2 separate regions of the Mus musculus genome follow, and region 1 is linked to region 2. A link is a contact called in public promoter capture Hi-C data. All regions are on one chromosome and are shown on one strand. The core of a region is the stretch at or near the end of the contact, and the rest is flanking DNA. Distances in the headings are between cores, read along the strand shown. Region 1 overlaps Akt3 (thymoma viral proto-oncogene 3). Region 2 overlaps Sdccag8 (serologically defined colon cancer antigen 8).

What was found. Promoter capture Hi-C pulls out the DNA fragments that hold promoters and counts their contacts.
Region 1: a promoter capture Hi-C map of pre-B cells shows a contact between it and region 2, with 1.9 times the contacts expected there. The contact joins two enhancer-like sites. A contact is called at or near these places in 5 of 39 promoter capture datasets (the 3T3-L1 cell line, the HPC-7 cell line, liver and 1 more), 1 of 15 datasets of contacts at CTCF or cohesin (pro-B cells) and 2 of 484 Hi-C or Micro-C datasets (cerebellum and myocytes).

Annotation. Positions count from the first base shown.
Region 1 is chr1:177,173,920-177,179,721 of GRCm38.p6, reverse strand. The region is part of intron 1 of Akt3 (thymoma viral proto-oncogene 3); the gene reads left to right. Among named protein-coding and RNA genes, the nearest start is that of Akt3, 72 kb to the left of the region's middle. Within about 2 kb of position 2,026, at least 7 of the 459 cell types and tissues checked have an H3K27ac peak or open chromatin away from gene starts, as enhancers often do. A contact at or near this core is called in pre-B cells, where this site is marked.
Region 2 is chr1:176,957,414-176,963,809 of GRCm38.p6, reverse strand. The region is part of intron 16 of Sdccag8 (serologically defined colon cancer antigen 8); the gene reads right to left. Among named protein-coding and RNA genes, the nearest start is that of Gm15423, 20 kb to the right of the region's middle. Within about 2 kb of position 2,884, at least 13 of the 459 cell types and tissues checked have an H3K27ac peak or open chromatin away from gene starts, as enhancers often do. A contact at or near this core is called in pre-B cells, where this site is marked.

The DNA of each region.
Region 1 (5,802 bases), core at 777-3,276, 220 kb before region 2:
TATGATGAGTACGGGGGATACTGGCTGTGGGTGATTTGCAAAGCCCCAAAAATTATTGATGAAAGTAATATGCAGCACCTTCATTTTCTGTCTATTGTACGAATTGGTTGGTTGGGTTATTAACTTCCCTGTCATTATTAACAAGTGGTTATTTACTTGTAAGTTTTTCTTGTTGTTGGTTTTTTGCTTGTTTGTTTCTGTTTTGAGTTAAGGGCTGACTAGGCAGCCCAGGCTGGCCTGAAACTCAAGATCTTGTTTCCTCATAATGCTCAGTACAGGTATGTGCCACCATGCCCAGTTTGAGTCTTATTTTTAGGGAAAAATAATTGAAGTATATGTCATAGAATTATCACTATTTAAAAAAATCAGAGAATTTTAATGTAAGAAAAAAGAATGTATTTTAGTAAATATTAAATTCATGCTTGTGTAAATGGTTGATCCGGTACATTTGCATAATATTGGTTCATTTGTTTTGAGGGAAAGATACAGAAACATAAAAGAAACAAATATTGGTTTCAAAGACTAACAACACTTCTACAAGTATGCAAGTTTATGTTATACAGTAGACCAACATGAAATACTAAGTCTCTGAAGAACTAAGCTGGAGTTTATCGTGCTCGTTCTCTTTAGGACTATTAGAAACATGTAGTTAGATATGTGATAAAGTTAACATTATTGATAGAAATTTCTCTGATGAAGAGATAAGATTTGCTTTAAGAACACATTTTTAGAGCTGGAACAGGCATTTGACTGAGACGGTTTCTCTTGAATTTTGTATCTTAGAACTTAACATTAAACATGCACAGAGGGCATTCATAGAAGTATTGGGGTTCCCGAAAGATTGCTGGCCTTCTAAAAGACTATTAAGTACAATATGAAGAGTAAAGATGGAGCTCAGAAGGCATTTGCCCTCTCTTTGCTCTGCATGCCTGAAAAAGCATATAGTCTAGAACCCTATATGGTTTATATTTGCTTCCATACTTACCTACCATCAAGTTTAACTATGAAATTTAGAATAGTAAAAGAGTAGTGACGGTAACGAAAACTAGACCATTTCTAATAATGTACAGTGGTATGTAAACATGGTGTCTTTCCCATAAAATACCCACTTAAAGTGTCTATCAATGTTCCTGTGATAATGGGATGCGTCTGATGAGATAAATTTAAAGTAAAATGACTATTAGAGAAATTACAAGCATTAGGCTATTGAAGGATTACTTGAATACAGGTACTCTGATACCACAGCAATGTAACTACCAACTGAGACAGCTACCAAGTATCTGATGGGTCTATAGTGTGAATACAATGGGGAAAGAAAAGGACGGTTCATATCCTGGGTTTCTGAAGCAGATGGTGGAAGATTTCATCATGCTAATCAGAACAGAACAAAATTTATCAACTCTTTATTTCTTTTTGATATGCCAGACTGTTACTGACCATGGGCCACTGAAACTGCATGGAACGTGAAACCATGTGTAAGGGCATCAGCTGTACTTCAATAACAGTTAAATTGGAGGTTTTAGTGTGAGAGCCAAGTCACCTGTTGAATTGCAGAATTAGGCAGTCTCTCCAGCACATTTCAGGCTATTCGAGCAGGGTAATAGAATAGAGTACAAAGATTGGTAATTACCTTTGCAAATAATATGGTTTTTAAATGAAATTGCAGCTACTCGTCTCTCTGACTGCTGTGCAAGAAAATAGCCATGGACAGTATGCAGAGTAAAGGTGTGTCTGTGTTCCAGTAAGACTTTACCTAGAAAGAAGTTTCCAGGTTCTAGCAGTTTACTGTGCCCTTCATACTGGAGGAATGGCAATTTTTTTCCTACAATTCATTCCTTTCAAAAGGAAGAAAAGACTTTCATATCAAGATATTTTTTTCCAAATTTATTCCCCAGAATTAGAATGAGTAAAGGCATAGGAATCTGGAATGAAACGACTCTTCTTATGTAGAGTAGGGAGAGAGCTTTCCTTAGTAGTTACTGAGGAAGTTTCTCTGATCATCATCAAGAGCACGGATTATGCTCTTCCTGTGGCCTGTAGGAGTAGGAGCATAATGCTATTTTTGTACTGAACATTTCAACTTTGAGTTTCAATGCTGTGGTAATTTGGCAGTTTCCCTTGTGTGTAGTTTATTTTTAGTTAAGTGATAGTAAAACATATAGTGAACTTTTAGGAAGAAATTACAAGAAGGAAAAATTGAACCTCCAAACTCTAAAGCAGAGTTAAAGCATAGTAAACAAATCCATAGAAGTTGAATTGACATTGGGCATGTCAACAAGAGACAGATTAATTCTCAGTGACAATGCTTCTCTTCCTGGTACTTGTGGTCACATGTTCAGCACACTAAAAGAAGCTGAGATCATTTGTAAGATTGATTCAGTTATGAGTACCTAGAGAATGCTTTTCCCCACTCTCATAAAAGCATGGATGTGGTACTGAGCAAGAATAACATAGTTCCTGACCTTCCAAAGAGATAACTAGTATGTTATCTATCTAAGAGAGTGGTTTCTAAACTAAGAGCTAAAGAATGAGCTGGCTCTGGCCTGTTGATAGAGACAGGTAAGAGGAGAGTTATGTGGAACCGACAGTAAAAAAGGGCAGGGTGGACAGAGCTCATCATGACCCAGCTCTGGAAGAAACATTGTATAAAGAGGAAATGTGCAGCTATTGAAGCTGGAAAAGGAAGATTTCCTATGCTAGGAGATCTTAAGTGTTTGAATTTTGCCAGGAGATTAATGGAAAGTAGTGAAAAATCTTTTAAGTTGTAAGGTAATGTAAGTAATGTTTACTTGTAAGTATGTTGAGACTGGTTTGGAAGAGGAGTATTAAAGAGCCATATTGTCCAGCAAGGGAGTTATGAGCTAACCAGTGTGGCTAAGAAATAATTTTAGATTTTATTTTAAAATTTTCTAATTTAAAAATTGGAACAAGTTAAAAATATATTTCCATTTGAATAGTTTTTGAGTAGGTTGACATGTTTCATCGGATGCTGGAAATTTTCTATCTGAGGTAGGCTGTGCTGTAAGTGTAAAAGGCACAATAGATTTTGAGTTCATTGTGTGAAAAAAGTAAAATATTTTTCTGTGAGTGCTTGTTGAAGTCATATTTTGTATATATTTGATTAAACATGACTCAATTTAATCTCATCTGACACCTTTTGCTAGCTCAAATATCTCTGGCTTTTAGAAGCTTTGAAATTATGTTTATCTTTGACAGTATATATTGGTAGCCAGCAGTCATCTTAGAAGCTTTCCCAAGAGGCCAGTAAGGTAGCATTATGTTCCATGCAGGGGCTGTGGCAGCTGGGTAAGGAAGATTTCTAAGAGAACCATCAAGGAACTAAAATTGATAAGATGTGACATTTAAGTAAGAGAATTACTGCTCAATTGGTGGTATGGAAGAAAACAGCAGCCTCAGTTCTCTAAAATATGAGGAAATGAATAGTAACTGAATAGAAAATTCAAATGTGTAAGCAAAAGTTATAAACATCACATTTCATTGACAATTTGTGCTCAGAAGTTCAATAATTATACAACTGGACTTTATTTTGAGTTTTGTTCACAATTGCTATGTGGAAGTACTTTCTATTACTTGGTTCTTTAGTTATGTAATTTTCCATTTTTTTAGATTGTAGGTGATCAGCAGATTTACAATTTAATGGTTTATTGTCTGTTTCTTTGTCACTATTTATTCACCTCCTTTAAGTAAATAGTAGGGTTGGAGGTCTTTAATAATATGGGATCTATATCTACCTATATTTTTATTTGAGATTAAACTTATTTCTGTTTAAAAGAGAGGGTACTCTGTTTTTATATGATTTATTAGATCCTTATTTAAAGTTGAATCTCTGAGGTATCTGATGCTGGTTGAATGTTTAGTACTTTGTGTTGTCAACCTAAGAAATGAGATGCTTCACTCTCTGCAATTTCTAGTCTTTTAAGCTTATAAAAGTAGTCAAGACAGTTTGTTGACCCCCAAGGAGACCTTTTAGTCTTTGGCTTGTTAGACAACAAGGCCTGTACTCTTCATTGGCATTCAGATCACAGGCAGCCATTGGGCTCAGTTCACAGCCAAGCACAGCTTTGGGATTTAGACAAAGCCACCCTGGCAAAGGAACCCAGTTGTCAGGGTAGCTGGCTGGATTGTAAGGACTGTTGCATAATGGAGAGACCAAGTAGAACTATTAGGATGCAAATGTGAAAAAAATGGTGGTGCTAACCTGCAAAAACAAACATTTCTTTTTTTTGGTGAAGAGTATTCATTGTTGCTTTCTTCTGTTTAACTTCTCTGGGCCTTAGATGTAGTTGGAGTGTATTAGTTTATCTTAATCTCTGTCCATAATGCTAATCTACATTTAGAATCAACAGCTAATTTGTGTGAAGAGACCAAAGGACTTCACTGTTTGTGTTCTTTTCATAATATACAAATATGTCCTGGGCCAGTTTTATATGTTGTTTATTCTAGGTTGGGAAAAGAAATCAATCCTTTTTGCTGTTGATATTGTTATATTTATAACAAGTTATTTGTATCATTTCCACCTTGTAATTTCTGATGGTGGCCTCTTAGTTGTCTTATACATAGTGTAGCATCATGATAGATGTTAGGAATAATGCTATTAAATTCTTAGTACAGTAAGACAATTTTATTTTAATACTATTTGAAGGAAATATGCCCTTTCTCACTTCTCAGTTTTGTTCCTTTCTGTATTGATTGCCAGCTTTGCTTTCCTTTTTTTTCCTCCCTACCTCTTTATCTTCAGGAAAATATAATGCTATCTGTGCTTTGGTAAATGCTGTGTTAGAAAATTGGGAATGTGAAAAATGGGAAAGGTGTTTTTTAAAGCCAGAGTCAGAGAACAGCAGTAGTGGCCATGCTTTATTGAATAGTTGTGTGTTACTTTGTAAATTTTCTCATTTGACTCCTAAGCACTGCCTTATGAGGTATAGATCGAGCCCCCATTTTACAAATGAGTATACTGAGTCAAAGAGAAGCAAAATGGTTTGTTCAAGCTTACAGTTTTGTTTACAAGAAAACCAAGAAAAACTTTGAGGATCTTGGAATGTTAATCTGATTGAAAGGAAATAGTCTTGGAGAAATGTGAATGAGAGCAGGACCAAAGGACAGGACAGCACAAAGGGAATCCCACACCTGCCTGAAAGACTGGGGAGGCCACTGCTGTGTGTTCAGATAGTTTCCATATGCTGTTCAGTTGTTCATAAGTTCATTGACTTGGCTCATCTAAAGGGTCTTGGAGGTTGATTTAAAAGTAGATGAATTTTTAGTATTTGATACCTCTTTGGTTTCAGGTGGTCAGATCTTTGACGTTCTTTTAGAAGTTACACTTCTATTTCTTTGTCTTAGCTTTTATGCTTTTCAAGGCTTCTACCTTATTAAAAGTTGTCTTGTATTACTGTTTTTTCTTTTTTTTAAGTTGAAATTGTGGTTATTTTTATTATATGTACAGTTTCTGAGTCACTGGAACATTTTTATCCCTCCAATTATCTCCTTTATACCTATTTTTCATATCCCTTCCACAGCGTCGGCCCCAGAGAGCCTCTTATGTCTTACTCTTATGTCTGTAGTTTTCGATCCTCTGAAAGTTCCATACTCACATAACCACACCCACTGTGTGATCTTATACACTGCACACTTGCAGGAATCGCTTTTTTTCTTCTTCTGAGTGATAGGCCATATTACTGGTATACCACTTACTGTTTTTTCTATCCTTGTTCTGCTTAGCTGTCAAAACACCTTTGACCAAAAAATGCTATCACTGTTGGTTTTCCAGAAAGTCAAATACTA
Region 2 (6,396 bases), core at 1,635-4,134:
GTAAATATATTCCACTTGAAATTTCACTTGGAGCCAGTTTATATGCTGAAAGCCCTACACACTGAGCACAGGGAGTGTGCACACACATTCACACACTAACACAACAGCTATACTCCAAGTTATAGTCTAAAATGTTCAAAACCACAAGTTACATTCAAAATTCAGAAGGCATTTTCCCATAGAAATAACATTATGTAAACATGGTATTTTGGTTCACACACTAAATCACAAGAACCAATCTAACCCATAATGTAAATAAACAACGCTCTAGAATGGAAGGCTCTGTAGTCCCTGCTAACCCCAGAGTCCACCGCTGAGAGGCGGGTGCATAATGGAGGTCTAATGAGTGCACTGACTACAAGAGGTTAGGTAAATTCCATGCTGATCATGGTTCTACAGACTTGACTGGTTGTGTTTAGCAATTTTCACAACCTTACAAGACAGCCCTTTACAGAAAAAAAAAAAAAAAATGAAGACAAAACTTGCAGAGAAAAGAGTTTGCCACAATTCTTAGGGTGAGACAGTAATGAGAGAAAAGCCCAGAGCCTGACCTTACCCACAGTGTATACCCTTTTACTGCTCCACGTTAGGTCTTAGGAGGAGAGCATTTAAACCAGAAGGAGCTTACCCATTTCACTAGGCAGGGATGTGTGCTCGGTCAGCCGTGCATTCAAGCACACCCTAGTAATGCTGTCTATTCAGACACTACACCCATGCTAAACCCATGTGACTGACGCTTGCTCTCTAGGCTACACTACTGGGATATGGTGGAACCTTCAGGAGGTGTGGCCTAGGGGGAAATCACTGGTGCAGGGCATGTTCTTAAAGAGAATTGTGGGATTCCAGGTCCCTCCTCCTCCTCCTCTTCTCTTTTCCGACTCTGTGTAAATGGGTTTCCCCTGCAGTGAGCTCCTGCCCAGCAAGCTAGAGGGTACACTGGTCATGGACCTCCACAACCCAGATCCAAATGAACCTTTTCTTAGTAACTGGGCTGTCTTGGGTGTTCGTTATGTGACAGAAGGCTGACTGACAGAACCAAGTGCTCAGGACACACCTGGTGAGTAAGTGAAGCAGCCTCTCTTCCCATGAGTGTTGGGCTGATTGTAGTCGAAAGTATAAATGATGTAGTTACGCCTTTGGCGTTCTCCTAAGTTTCTCTTGCTGGGTTCCTTCATGTGTCATGTGCTCGCAGGTGGGCTGCTATTACAGCATCTGCCCTGTTCCATGAATGTACTGCACGTGCTGTTTAAAATAATTCATTAACCCAAAATAAAATCTTAGCTCCTGAAAGGTGGAAACATCCTGTCTGCTAGGAGGCGACCATCATGGTTCAGGTCACACACAGCCCCTTGACTTCTTAGTCGTGTTTCGGTACTGCACAGAATAATGTGTTTTAGAGAGATTGTTTGGGAACCACAACTGATTTATAGTTCTGGCAGTTTTAAGAAAATGGTAATGTTTTCTAAGCAATTCTCATTATCCCAACTCCCTCCTTTCTACTACACAACATTCCCAGCTTGTTATCCCTGGAGGCCATACGTGAGGCAAAGATCTAATTCACACAGTCCTGTCAGCTGATGAAAATCAATGATAACGAAAATCTATAAAAACCAACCAACCAAACAAACCCCCAAAACAAACAAACTAGTAAAAACCAAATATCTAGCATATTAATCACTTACCAATTTCTTCATTAAAAACATAATTGTATGTTATAACATAAAGGTATGTAAATCTAAAATAACCCAGACATTTTGTAAATTCACATTTAATAGTATGCTGTCAGTTATAAAAACAGACTCGCAAACAGCATATCCAAAGGAGGCCTCTCTGTGCAAAACTGGTGGTGACAGGATAGAAGGCAAAGATTACACATCCATCTGCTTTCGCAGAAGATTAGATAGACGATCTGCTTCTGAATTAAATTCATACACTGTGTGCGTGCGCGCGCGCGTGTGCGCACTACATTTATGTGTGTGACTATGGACATGCAAACATGGAGTGTATGTGAGGTCAAAGGACCACCCTGAGGTTAGACTTCACCTTGTCCCTTGTTTGAAACAGAGAGTCTGTGTCTGCCACTGCTCTAGACTAGCCAGCCCATGGATTTCCAGGCTTCTGTCTTTGCCTCCCATCTCCCCAAAGCAGGACTCCTGTGATGTTCACACTGGCTTTTCATGGGTTCCAAGGATTCAAATTCAGTTTTTCACCCCTGAGTTGCAAGTGCTTTCTGTCCACTTAGCCATCTCCTCAGCCACCAAAATGTAGTCTCTGAGAAGGCACTGTATTGCTATTGCAAGAGTGTGCTTCTGTGCCACAATGGGCTAACAAAATAGGACAAAGCTAACTCTATAGTTAAAAAAGAACAGAAATGTACGAACATATATTTTCAAAATGATCTCAACACAACCTTGATAATGAATTGTGCCTAAATGTTCTTTTCAGGGAAGACTGCAAGTCAGATGATCAGATAGCTCTGATGATAGTACTTTAATGCAGGAGATCTGTGGGGCAAGGGGATTACCAGTAGAATATCAAATTACCATCCTAAGTAAGTTGTTTTGTCATATAAAAACCAGTTTTCAGACCCTTTAAAATGTTCACCTAATAGGCTTTTAGACAGTAAAGAAGAACTGATAAGACAAGCCTAGAGTTTCAGTTCTGTCTTGTGCTCACCACTACCCAGTGAGGTGTAGCTGTGGTGATCCCTCTAAACTAAGAAGGCCTACTTCAGGAAAGTTTCCCGGGGATAGGGACATATTTTTAAACCTTGTACCCCAAATCAAACATTAAGACTTTGGTTTATATAAGTCAGAGACAGGATGTCTTTCCCAGGTGGCCAATGGCAGCCAAGCCCCTAGAGCCTCATTTCACTTTCTTCCTGTGGTTTGTAGAAACCTTTGAGGAGCCCAGAGGGACCTTCTGGGAGACAGTGAGCTGTGCCACGGCTATTCAGTACTGTGGACTCACAATGTTTCAACTAGCTATTTTGCTCGAATATGTGTTAAAAACCTCACTCCCCAGATTGGCACTCCATGAAGCAAAGCCTCCTGGGAGACCCTTCAGGTCACAGGAGGCAAGCCCATCAGGAGGACAGTGGATCCTCAGCCTCCTATTTGCTTCCATCTCGACTTCTTCATGGCTATAATTTAAATATGAAGGGTTCTCAGATGCTCATGTGTTGAAAGCTTAACGACTAGCTGGTGGTCTACTGCAAAGTAACTGGCTAAAGGCGAGCACACACCTCACCAAAGGATTAGTGCATAACTGACCAGATTACATGGGGGGGGGGGGCTTCTGTACAGAGAGTAGGTTACTGAGGGCCATGTCCTTGAAGACTATATTTTGACTCAGGCTCTGGCCTTCCCTGCTTAACCCCTGAGATGACAGTTTCTCTCATGGTATCCAGCTTTGCCTCATCCCAAAGCAATGAACCTAGCCAGGGACAGACTGAAGCCTCAGAAACTAGGATCCAAAATAAATAAGCTGTCTTCTCAGGCATCTTGTCCCAATGATGAAAAGCTTACTGAAGAGCCACTTAGGGGTAAGCATCTTTTCTCTGTCAGCTTTCACCAGGGCAGCATCAGGCCCAAAGCAAAAGGATCAATGAACTTTGGATAGAAACCTTTAACACCCTGAATCAAAAAGCCTTCTTTCTTCTTCTACAGTGATTACCTAGGCTCTCTACCCATGGTAGTGAGCACAGTAGAGTCACGAGGGAGTCACCTTGTGAATCCCTTGGTGAAGATGGTGCAGAACAGATGAGAGCCCCAATACCCGAAAAGTACACAGATCTGGCCTTGGCCCACCTCACTTTCACCACAGCAGTAAAGCCATCAGGGCCTCCTGCTGTTGCAGGGTTGGGGAAGGGGTTCCTTAAGTCCAGAATTAATCCCTGCTTAATGCCTTGTGGTTAGACAGCTGTCCATTCTCAGAAACTTTACAACCTTGCCTCTTTTTCTAACTCAGCATCCTCAGACTTCTTTCAAACCCTTTTCATAGAAACACAGCTTTGAGAATTTTCGTAGAAATTGCTAAACCCTTATGATGGGATGAAAACATAAGCAGGGAACTTCCAAGTAAAAACATTTCATTTAAAAATATATAAATCTGGATATTTATATTAAAATTTACTATTTCATAAATAATGTTACTATATATATGAATCACTTAATATATTAATTAAATAAGAAAAGTGTCATGTTTGGCCAATAACATAAATACATTTTAGCATCAACATATACTCAAAATGTCAAGATGAAACTAAATCCATATCATAGAATCAAACAAATTAAAATAGCTGTATATATTTTTCTAGAATTCTTGTTTTCTGAATTTATAATATGACATGCTTATAGTATTCATCTTTTGTCTGAAAATGATGCAGTGTAGATTATAATTTCAGGTTTAGATTCTAAGTATTTCTTGGAAAATTATGAATAGTTTTACTTCTACAAAATCAAAATGTTGGCTTATATAAAATCTAATGTTATATTTTTGAATAAAGTTTCCATTAGCAAAACAGAATGTGAGTATTTCATACAGATAATCTCCTGGTTTACACAATTACCAAATATAAATTCTTTATTAGCGCCTCTGTTTCAGCTAGAAGCTTTAATGGCATTATACATTGCTTAAACTGCTCACTTACTATCTGAAGGGAAAGGGTCACTGACTGTCCTACTGTCAGCAGAGCCAGGGGGCTCGGAGCTGGAGAGAGAGTATGGCTACATGAGAGAACACAGCACTCAGCAGGACTCTATTGACCAGGCCCCAGTCCTTCACCATACTCAGGGCTGTGTATCCTGTTTATTTTCTAGATAGGAACACAAGACTAGGTATTTGGTTTAAAACAGAAAAACACAAAACAAAAACAAAAACAAAAACAAAAGCATTAATTTTAACATTGACTTTCAAGACTATAGTCACTCAAGAAGAAAGTTTTTCTTTCTTGTTCACTGAGACTTTATTGATATTTATAACAATAACATTCAATGAATTTACATCTACTCCAACTTAAGACAAAGACCTCTTTGCTCTGAACTGTATATGTCTCCTGTACACACCTCTCTGGGAGCTAGCTGCCCTGCATATATATACTAGCTGCTCTGCATATATATCCTTGTGTCTCATCTCATGAAAAAGTGGTAAATAGCTACTTCAGATTCTCAAATCACTCTTACTTTTCAACTACTGCCTGCACCTATTCTCAGCCAACAATTGCTCTGGCTGACTTGACTGGTAATATGTGCGTCACCAAGGCCAACAGATGTTTTCTTTCTTGCTGTGTGGCTGGCATCTGTTTGAATGTTTCCTCTTTCCCAAGGTAGTTTTACCACTGTGATGAGTAACAGCCCTTTCCATGTACTGCCTAGGCTGCTTTGTGGCAATAGTATCTCTTTTGTCCACTTTTAACTTTATCTTTAAAAGTGTGGTTGCTCCTGAGGGTCAGTAGGCCTTTTTTCTTATTGCTCTCTCCTGATGACCCATGTATCGCCAAGGTTACAAACATTCCCCCCAAAGTCAAGGGAAATTTCTATCTGCAGTCTAGACCTATCTCCCAAGTTCAGCTTCCTAAAAACATGTAAGTTCCACCAAGAGAGTGCCATATCTGCTTTGCTGTTTTAGTCCTGGCTTGTGATGGAGACCTGGTAGCACATGGACACAGAGTACCAATCAATAAATATTTGTTGATGAGATTAATCATTCGTTTGCTCTCTGCCCTCTAGTTGGCATTTTTCTTTCTAAAGACCTTAATTTTACAGCTGGAGATGAAGAAACAATAGCAGCCTCTTTGCAGGTGTGCCTCAAGGCACATGAAATAGTGATCATATATGCATTTTATGAATTAAATGCAGTACACCAGGGTAAAGGGTATGCTTTCAGACTAAAGTATTTACTCCTTGGACCCTTACAAAAACCAAGAATTTGCTCTTCCCTAACATAGAATAGTGTGGGTTCAAGGAGATACTGTGCAAGTTAATGGACTTCCTTGCATTTTGTTATCATTACCTGTACTTTAACATGCTGGCAGGAGATGGCAGCCCACATTCTGGTTGATCCCCCTCTGCTTAACAAAGGGAATCATCAAGACCTGACACACAGCACTACTGTCTCCTCCAATGTCTTTATCTTAAGCTTAAGAAAGTGTGATCAATATACATTTCCACTTTCTCCTAAGTATATAAATGGAGACAGAGAAGGCACAGGTCTTTGAGGGATGGAGTAGAGATGGGAACTTAAAAGCCTTGACAGCATCTCCATGAGAAAGCTGACAGCTGCTCAGTATGCAAGTCCAAGTCTACAGAAATCTACTCACTGATGCTACAAAATACATAGACTTTATTTGCGGGCAACTCTATGATCAGAGTTTAGAAATGGCATATACATAAAAGA